Linked DNA regions of Sus scrofa: regions 1 and 2 are each linked to region 3. A link is a contact called in public Hi-C and HiChIP or PLAC-seq data. All regions are on one chromosome and are shown on one strand. Each heading gives the region's core, a stretch centred on a gene start, on an enhancer-like site or on the middle of the called end of the contact. The rest is flanking DNA. Distances are from core to core; before and after follow the strand shown.

Region 1 (2,700 bases), core at 83-2,582, 160 kb before region 3:
CAAAAAAAAAAAAAAAAGGATACGGTATTCAAAATAAAACACATACACTTTATTATATAATTAAGCTACAGTTGTGATCAGTATAAATATAAATATTCGAAGGTAGCATGTAGTTAATAATCCTTGATTTCCTCTTCATGTCTAGAAAATTAAATGCACGCATGTGGGAAACTATTACCACAGGGCACTAACCCTACAATACTGCTTTATTAAAAGAAGAAAAAATTCTTAAAGACTGGTTTAAGGAACTGTCTGTAAGGCTCAAGGAAAACTACTTTGTGCAAAGAAATGTACTGTAATTGCAAAGGAAGAGTAGTCGCTGACAGCGGACTCATCTTTACTGTTTCAAGAAGCATAAGAAAAACCTCATTATAAGCCTAGATTTACCGCCTTAAAGTATCTTGATGATTAAAGTGTTCTAAGGACCTATACCTTTTATTTCCTCAATTTATCATTTATTTCCCATCCCTGATTTGTATGGATCCCTAAGTCCAGGGTTCCCCAATTGAGTCCTTCATGTTTTCTGCCACATTTCTGTACCTCCAATACGTTTTTAACCAACTCACTTTTTAAAACTTGCTAAACTTCCCACCCGTGAATGAACCGCTATCACCTGCCATCAATGACCTAAGTCGCAACAATGCTAAGAAGCTAACCAGATGAGGCAGCCCAGGCGAGAGGGCCTTGCCGAGGATCCCTCCCCTGAAGTGGAAGAGTGGCCCGCGGCTAACTCCGCTCCGGGAAGACGAGCAGCTCGCCCACCCCGCCGCCCTCCCGCCGGCCCGGTCTCTAGGTAAGAGCTGACCACCTGGCTGGCCGGGACCGCACGCCGAGGGAGGCCATATCCGGCTTCGCGGGTCAGCCGGGCGTCAGCGAAAAGGCCGGGGGGCGGGGCGCCGGGGCGGAGCCGGGCCGGCGGGGGCGGGCCTGGAGGCCAGCGGGCGGCTGAGGAAGCAGGCCCCAGGCCATTCGGCCGCTCGGCCCGCGGCCCCACCGCAGCCAGGGCTACCTCCAGGCCCAGAGACGGCCGCCCCTCGCCCGTCCGACGTTCGCAATGCGGTTAAGGGCTGCCGCGAGCGCTCCCCGAGCCTTCCCGCCGTTACCTACGGCTGGGGGTGCGCACGCGCGGCACCGCCAACCTGACGTCCAGCCACAGCAGTCAGCACGTTCGTTTTGCCCACTGCTCCTTCACTTTTAATTAAAACAATGTCCTCCCTAACTCCCCCTGTGCTCCGGCAAATGGGCTCACCCACATCCGGGGATCGGAAAGTGAAGGACGTCTGGGTCACGTGATGCTGAGGGCGCGGTCGGCGGGGGTGTGTGACACGCTGGGTTTGGGGCTGGTAAAAGGGTTTGCGCGCACGTAATGTAGGGTCTGGAGATACGGGAGCGCGTTCGGACTCCTGCCGTTTCTCTTGGCTTAGGTCGTTGTTTTCACATCATCCTCTCCCTCCTAACCACTTCTCTTACCACACGTTGGGCGGGGAGGAGGGGAACTTGCTTGGCTGTCCGGACCCCCCCCCCTCGCTTCCGCATTTGGTATATCCCGCCTCGGGCCGGAAGCCGTGGCTGTGGGGCGGCCTCCCAGGCCTGTATGGACGGTGGTGGCCCGAGAGGGTCATTTCTAGCGAGGGAAAAGGCGTCCCAGTTTTGCTCATGTAACTGCATGTTTCACAGAGCTCTAAAGCAGAGATGAATAAAACTGCCCTCCCCCCGGGAAACGCAGGCGTCTCGTGTCTGGAAAGACCGTGTGACAGGCAATATACCAAGATCCTGATGGGGATCATTCTCTGTGCCCAGAGAACTATGGGACCCGCGGAGGGGCGGGGACTGCGCTCTTCTGGCTCTTAGAGAACGACTCCTGCAGAAGACGACCTGGGAGCTAAATTTTTTGGACAGTTTGGGGTTAGCTGGGGAAAAAAGGAAGAAGACAGAGCATTCCAGGCATTGGGACAGTCGTATGTGTAAGAAAACTTTGTTCAGGAAAGTGGTAATGCTTCATTCTGTTGAGTGAGGCAAGTGTTTGAGACGTAGTCATTTCCTGGTCATTGCCCCTCTTTGCCCGTCTTGTGCTTTCCTTTTTTCCAGCCCCTGAAGAGAGAAGGCACCTTAGCGCCTAACTCTGGAAATGGCATGTTGGTTCTGATGAGCTGACGCCAGCTTTGAGTTTGGAAGGAAAAATGGGTGTGTTAGTGATGGGGTAAAGAACTTTGAGTGCAAAGGCTGGAAAGGATAACAGAGTTAGAGGTGTTCGGAAGAGGGACAGGTGAAAAAAGATTGAGGCCAAATTGAGGAAAGATGTGCTGAGTCACTGACAAAAAATTTTACTACACACAGCAATTGGAAGCAGTAATACCTGAGCAGTTGGTCACAAAGTCGACCTGACTTGGTTAGTAGATCATAAGGACAAAAGGTAGATCAAGGGCAGGATGTGGGCTGAAGCTGGAGTGATCTGAGAAACCCTTACAGAAAGGTGGGATCTGTGTGTGACTGGGAAAATCAGCTGGAAGGGACTGTGATCTTGTAAATAACCTGACCCGGATGAGATGAGTCTTTCCCAAAGTGATATCATGCCAAAAGACACATCCAGGCTAAAAAGCTTGGAGAACCCCTAGTGCTAGATTACATCATCTCCTCATGCTTAAGAAATAACCTCTTTGGCTTTCAGATCTGGCAAGAGCAAAGCTGCAGGAAAATGGA
Region 2 (2,700 bases), core at 1-2,500, 140 kb before region 3:
AAAAATACATGTAACAAAAGCATATGTTTCTATTTAAACATTCCTATGTCTGCAAAAATCAGACAAAAGTCGGGAAGGACGCAAACCGAGCTACCCTCAAGGATGGGGAGGCAGGCTGAGGGGGACAGTGCAGAGCTTTTGCTTCTCTCTAATCCTCTGTATTATTCAAATATATGAATATTTTACAATAAGAATGTACCCCTATATTACATAATTATAATACATAAATTAAAAGATTATCAAACATCACAAGGGAAACATTCCAACTTTCAATCGCCACAATTTTGACGTAGAGATTGATCCATCTATCATCATCTGTGCATCTAGCTAGAAAGAGAGAAAGAGAGAAGGTAAATAAGACAAAATGTAACACTTGTTGAATGTTGGTGGAGGGATATGGGTATTCCTATTAGTCTTTCACCTTCCCTGTATTTTAAATTTTTTCTCATAAAGTTGGAAATAAAAACACATCAAATACATATCCTGGGACACATGCACACTTTTCCTAAGCAAGCAAATTTTTCCAGATGTGGGAGCAATGCCTGTGGCCCGCTCAGCTGCAATTACGGCCAAAAAGCATTGGCGATCTTTCCCTCTGGCTCCTTAGATCATGCCTCACTCCTATGGCCAGTGTCTCCAGGAGACTCCAGAGGCCTCCACATGCACTAACTGGGGTGGTCGGCAGCCCCCTCCCCAGACCCTCAGCAGGCACAGTCCAGGCAGGGAATCCCCGGGAGCAGGGACCTAGCTTCTCTCTGCCTCTCTTCCTACAAAGGCAGAAAGCCCATGGCCAAGGGCACTTTTAACATGAAGTATGCCATCCCTGGGTATGTATTAATTCCAGCCCCATGAAGGGCAGAAGTGGCCATTGGTAAGAAGAGGAGCTGGAGCTCCTTCATGGCCATGGAACCTCTCATCAGCCCTCCACCTGGTGTTTGTTTTGGAGACAGGAGTATGAGGGGAATGAGGGGAAAAAAAGGAATTGCAAAAAAAAGGAATTGGAATTTTAATGAGAACCATCTGGAGTGTTTGCCAAGGGTGGAATGTTCAGTGTAAGAAAGCAATTCCTCAGTTTAGATGAGGAAAAGAGAAATGGAGGAAATCGTTACATCGCACTTACCGCCCCCCCCCAAACTGATGCGGAACAGAACTACCTAGAACACGCACATCAGCACATCACTCGGGAGGGGGTGAGGGGGGCTGCGGGAGAAGGAGAGCACCTTCTTTCGGCTTGTCGTTCCGCAGCGAGAAGGAATGTTTCTCCTCTGCCAAGGAGACTTGGAGGGATGGGTTGCGGTGGGCCCTGGGCCAGCGCCCGGAATCTGGGTAACCATGGAAACGGGCCCGCCGGTGACAACAAACACGGGTTGGAATTTCAGCCTTCACAGCCAGGCCACGGAGGAATGGGAAAGTTCGGGAAAGTTTTTGTGTTTGTTTTTAACCCAGGATGGGGGAAAGACAGGAGGGAGCCGCTGCAGTGCTCCGAGTAAACGCTCCCTATCCAGCATCCCAGTGGAATCACAAGGAGCCAGACTCTATTTTCACCATATTCTTTTCATTATTTATAGCCTGCAGCATTCCACCAAGACTCCACAGGGTCGAAAGCCACTACTGAGGGGTGTCTGCACAGCAAGATCCCTGTCCTTGCCCCCCAGAGGGAGAGGAGATGCAGCAAAATCACAGAGCCTAAGGATGGCTCAACTCAGCCTCAAAACTGCCATGCAGCCAGTGTGGCCAGGTCCCCACTTTCCACATGGGAGGGGGAGAAATTCAGAGAACCAAGATCTCAGGGGCTGTCTGCCTCAGCCCAGGCCTGCCCTTGCTGCGTGAGGCCATCGTACCTGCCATCTTGATTTGGAAAGAAGTGAATACTTAAGGTAGTCAGCATTTATGAAGAAGAGGGGTAAACTTTTCTACATGGCTTACTGTGCAAATGCCAGCTGTTTGTGGCTGAAGAAGTGGGTCTTGACTGAATGGGAAAAGATCTGTGTGATGGGAAGGAGAAAATTTTGGAATTGATAGGCAGAAAAATTAAAGAAAAAAACCTATGAAGTAGATAAATAAGAAGGACCTGCAGTATAATAGCTCAAGGAACTGTATTCAACATCTTGTAATTACCTACAATGGAAAAGAATCTGAAAATGAACATATGTATATTTGAGTCACTTTGCTGTACGCCTGAACATAAATCAACTATACTTCAATTTAAAAAAAGAAAAAGGACCCATGGACTCTAGAGTTTTCCTCTCTGAGGCCTTTAGAAATAGAATGCCTGGCAGGATACCTGGATAGAACAAGCCTGGGACTGAAGGAACCATGAAGACATCACCCCTTCTGGCTCCACGCTTTCCAGAAGGGAAACCAAGGCAGAATTGGGGCTGGTCCCATATCCTGTCTCCTGGTACAAGGTTCTCTTCTGGACAGCATGTCCCAGGAATCCATAAACAAGCCCATGGTTGACCCTTGGAGTCCAGAAGTGGATGGGGAGTTCCCATCATGGCACAGCGGAAATGAATCTGACCAGGAACCATGAGGTTGTGGGTTCCATCCCTGGCCTTGCTCAATGGGTTAAGGATCTGGTGTTGCCGTGAGCTGTGGTATAGTTCGAAGATGTGGCTGAGATCTGGCATTGCTGAGACTGTGGTGTAGGCCAGTGCTGTAACTCCGATTAGACCTCTAGCCTGGGAACCTACATATGCT
Region 3 (2,858 bases), core at 47-2,546:
AGGTTTGAGTTTGGGAGACCGGAGTCTTATCAATTCGGAATAGACTCTCATTGTTTTTATGTCCTGAGCAGCTAAGAGCTTGTATGAGGTGTGGGGTGACCACTCAATCATTTCTCTTTCTCTGGTCACTTGTGAGATACTGTCTGTGTGACCTTCAGACCCTGGTTCTTCATAGGGAATTCTTTTCCTTTTTTCCTTTTTTAGCTGCTTCTGCAGCACATGAAAGTTCCCTAGGCCAGGGATTGAATCTGAGCTGGACTTGCAACTTATACCACAGCTGCAGCAGCGCTGGATCCTAAACCCATTGCGCTGGGCCGGGGATGGAACCGGAGCCTCCACAGAGACAAGCTGGATCATTATCCCACTGTGCCACATGGGAACACCCGTGGGAATTCCTAAAAAAGCAACTTGTTTGTGCTATAAGGATTAGGTTAGGTAAAGTACATAATACACTCCATAAGCCCATCCCAACAAGGACACACAAATCCTGTCACATAGGCCTTATTGACACAGGGCTATTTGACATCCATTCCAGTGAGTCACCACCAATTTGGCCATCAAATATTAGTGAAGCTGCATTCTTACTTGTAGATTAAAAATATAAGTTAATGCAGAATAAAAATTCTAGTATTTTTCTTTACTACCTCCAAGAGATCATCTCACATACCCAGTTTGGAGACCAGTGGTCTAACGATATCCACCCCCCCCGGGGGGGGGCCTACACCTCTGAAAGTGGCCTTCCTCATTCAAGAAGGGGACCCAGATTTCCCGTCGTGGTGCAGTGGTTAATGAATCCGACTAGGAACCATGAGGTTGCGGGTTCGATCGCTGGCCTTACTCAGTGGGTTAAGGATCTGGCGTTGCCGTGAGCTGTGGTGTAGGTTGCAGATGTGGCTCGATCCCACGTTGCTATGGCTCTGGCCAATTAGACCCCTAGCCTGGGAACCTCCATATGCCACGGGAGCAGCCCAAGAAATGGCAAAAAGACAAAAAAAGGGGGGGGGACCTGACAGTTGGCTAGGCCCCCAAAATGAGACAGGCAAAAATTCTGACATAGCACAAGAAACAGGCTTATACTTTGACATCTGCAGTGGCCAACTTTCCGTGCTCCCTTTTGTTTGTTTGGAGGGTAGGCAGGCTGAAGGCTGTGCTGAGGGCTGTGGTAAGATGGGGCAGGCCCCCTAGAATTTGCGGGACTCCCTTGGGCTCACAAGTTCAGCTCAGGCTGTGTTCCCTAGGGGTCAACCTTAGTCAGTGGGGGGACAGCGGCCAGGTTCCTGTCCAGAGTGTGGGGAAACAGCGGCCCCTGGTGGCTGAGACACACATCCTTTGTGCTGTAACATTTGCTGAATGAAACCCAGTTTGGGAGTTCGAGTGCTGGTTACACAGACATGGGTAGGATAGACCTGGCTTCCTATCTGGGCCCATCTGTGTGACCCCAGGCAAATTACCATCTCTGAGTCTTAGAGTGTTGCCAGGAGTCAATGAGATGTTGAGTGAAATGTTGTGAAGAGTGCTGAGCACAAAGGAAGAACAGCTATGATGGTCATGATGATGAATATTGGGGCTTCTCAACATCTAAAAGCACCTGGAGGATTTCCCGCTGTGCAATAACAGGATCAGCGGTGTCTCTGGACCACTAGGGCACAAATTTGATCCCTGGCCCATCACAGTGGGTTAAGGAACTGGCATTGCCACAGCTACAGTGCAGGGCACAGCTGTGGCTCAGATCTGATCCCTGGCCTGAGAACTCCATATGCTCCAGGGTGGCCAAAAAATAAAAAAAATAAAAGCACCTGGAAAATACCTCTGAGGGGTAGTCCCAGAGAGAGTGGGAAATCCTGAGCAGAAACTCTCACGTTTCTGTGCTAGAGAGACACAGATGAGCAGTGAATGTGTCCTGGACAGGGTGAGCATGAGCCCGGGAGTGTGCACGAGCATGAGCACAGCCACAACGGAAAGGCAGAGAGCTCTGGATCACACTCATTGCACCCACCCCAGAGGTGAGCAGTGGGGACCAAAGGGAAGCCAGGGTCACCCATTCTTCTAATCACACTCCAAAGCTCAACTCTGGGAAGAGGGTGGGGGATTATTATTCACACAATGCTTAGTGATCACCTGCTGTATGCTATTCAGGGTAAATGGAAGACACTATCACAAGACACTTTCAAAGAGAGATCGGAACTAAACAACAGGCATGTGGGGAGGCCAGTTTAGACTGATGGCCTGGGGACTAACGATTGTATTCCCTGCAGCCATCAGGACAGAATCCGGGGAAGTGCACCAGCCAGGCCCAGGCAGAGTGAGGATTCCTTAGCTCAGGTGGCCTGCCAGGGATGCATCAACACCCAGCTCTTGCCTGCACAGATGAAGCCAGGAAGATGTCTGAGGTACAGTCTCTCAATCACTCCTACCCCACCTCTGGGGCTTCATTCAATTAAAATTTGGTTCTGTTCAAATCTAGCAACCTCTGAGAGTCCCCCTCACCACCCACAGAAGGGTGTGCTGATGGAGAAAGAAGGAGGGGCTGGTGTTCCAAAGAGAGCTGCCAAGCCCCAGTGGGCCCTTCTGAGACTCTCAGTCCTTCCACAGTTCATTAAATTGAAGTATATCAAGGAGTTCCCTTCTTGGCTCAGCGGTTAACAAACCCGACTAGTATCCATGAGGATGCAGGTTCAATCCCTGTCCTCACTCAGTGGGTTGAGGCTCTGGCATTGCTGAGCTGTGGTGTAGGTTGCAGATGGGGCTCAGATCCAGCATTGCTGTGTCTGTGGTATAGGCCGGCAGCTGTAGCTCTAGTTCTACCCCTAGCCTGGGAACTCCCATAAGCCTCAGCTGCGGCCCTAAAAAGCAAAAAA

The links. Hi-C and Micro-C count contacts between places; a contact is called where the count stands out from the background. HiChIP or PLAC-seq counts read pairs in DNA pulled down with a chosen protein or histone mark.
Region 1: a Hi-C map of skeletal muscle shows a contact between it and region 3, with 6 times the contacts expected there. The contact joins the promoter of CEP63 here to the enhancer-like site in region 3. A contact is called at or near these places in 5 of 5 promoter capture datasets (fetal liver, fetal skeletal muscle, liver and 1 more), 34 of 47 Hi-C or Micro-C datasets (adipose tissue, alveolar macrophages, blood and 16 more) and 2 of 2 datasets of contacts at active chromatin or transcription factors (alveolar macrophages and skeletal muscle).
Region 2: a contact with region 3 is called in an H3K27ac HiChIP or PLAC-seq map of skeletal muscle. The contact joins two enhancer-like sites. A contact is called at or near these places in 2 of 5 promoter capture datasets (fetal skeletal muscle and skeletal muscle), 21 of 47 Hi-C or Micro-C datasets (alveolar macrophages, brain, embryonic fibroblasts and 11 more) and 1 of 2 datasets of contacts at active chromatin or transcription factors (skeletal muscle).

The regions. Positions count from the first base shown.
Region 1 is chr13:75,604,256-75,606,955 of Sscrofa11.1, reverse strand. CEP63 (centrosomal protein of 63 kDa) reads right to left here and starts at 1,332. Exons shown (of 13, transcript XM_021069477.1): 1 at 1,250-1,332. ANAPC13 (anaphase promoting complex subunit 13) reads left to right here and starts at 1,941. Exons shown (of 3, transcript NM_001178070.1): 1 at 1,941-1,964; 2 at 2,669-2,700. The coding sequence starts at 2,696.
Region 2 is chr13:75,586,816-75,589,515 of Sscrofa11.1, reverse strand. No RefSeq gene overlaps it. Among named protein-coding and RNA genes, the nearest start is that of ANAPC13, 17 kb to the left of the region's middle. Within about 2 kb of position 1,250, at least 39 of the 83 cell types and tissues checked have an H3K27ac peak or open chromatin away from gene starts, as enhancers often do. A contact at or near this core is called in skeletal muscle, where this site is marked.
Region 3 is chr13:75,441,864-75,444,721 of Sscrofa11.1, reverse strand. LOC106505688 (a long non-coding RNA gene) reads left to right here. Exons shown (of 3, transcript XR_001300331.2): 2 at 2,256-2,390. Among named protein-coding and RNA genes, the nearest start is that of RYK, 53 kb to the right of the region's middle. Within about 2 kb of position 1,296, at least 10 of the 83 cell types and tissues checked have an H3K27ac peak or open chromatin away from gene starts, as enhancers often do. A contact at or near this core is called in skeletal muscle, where this site is marked.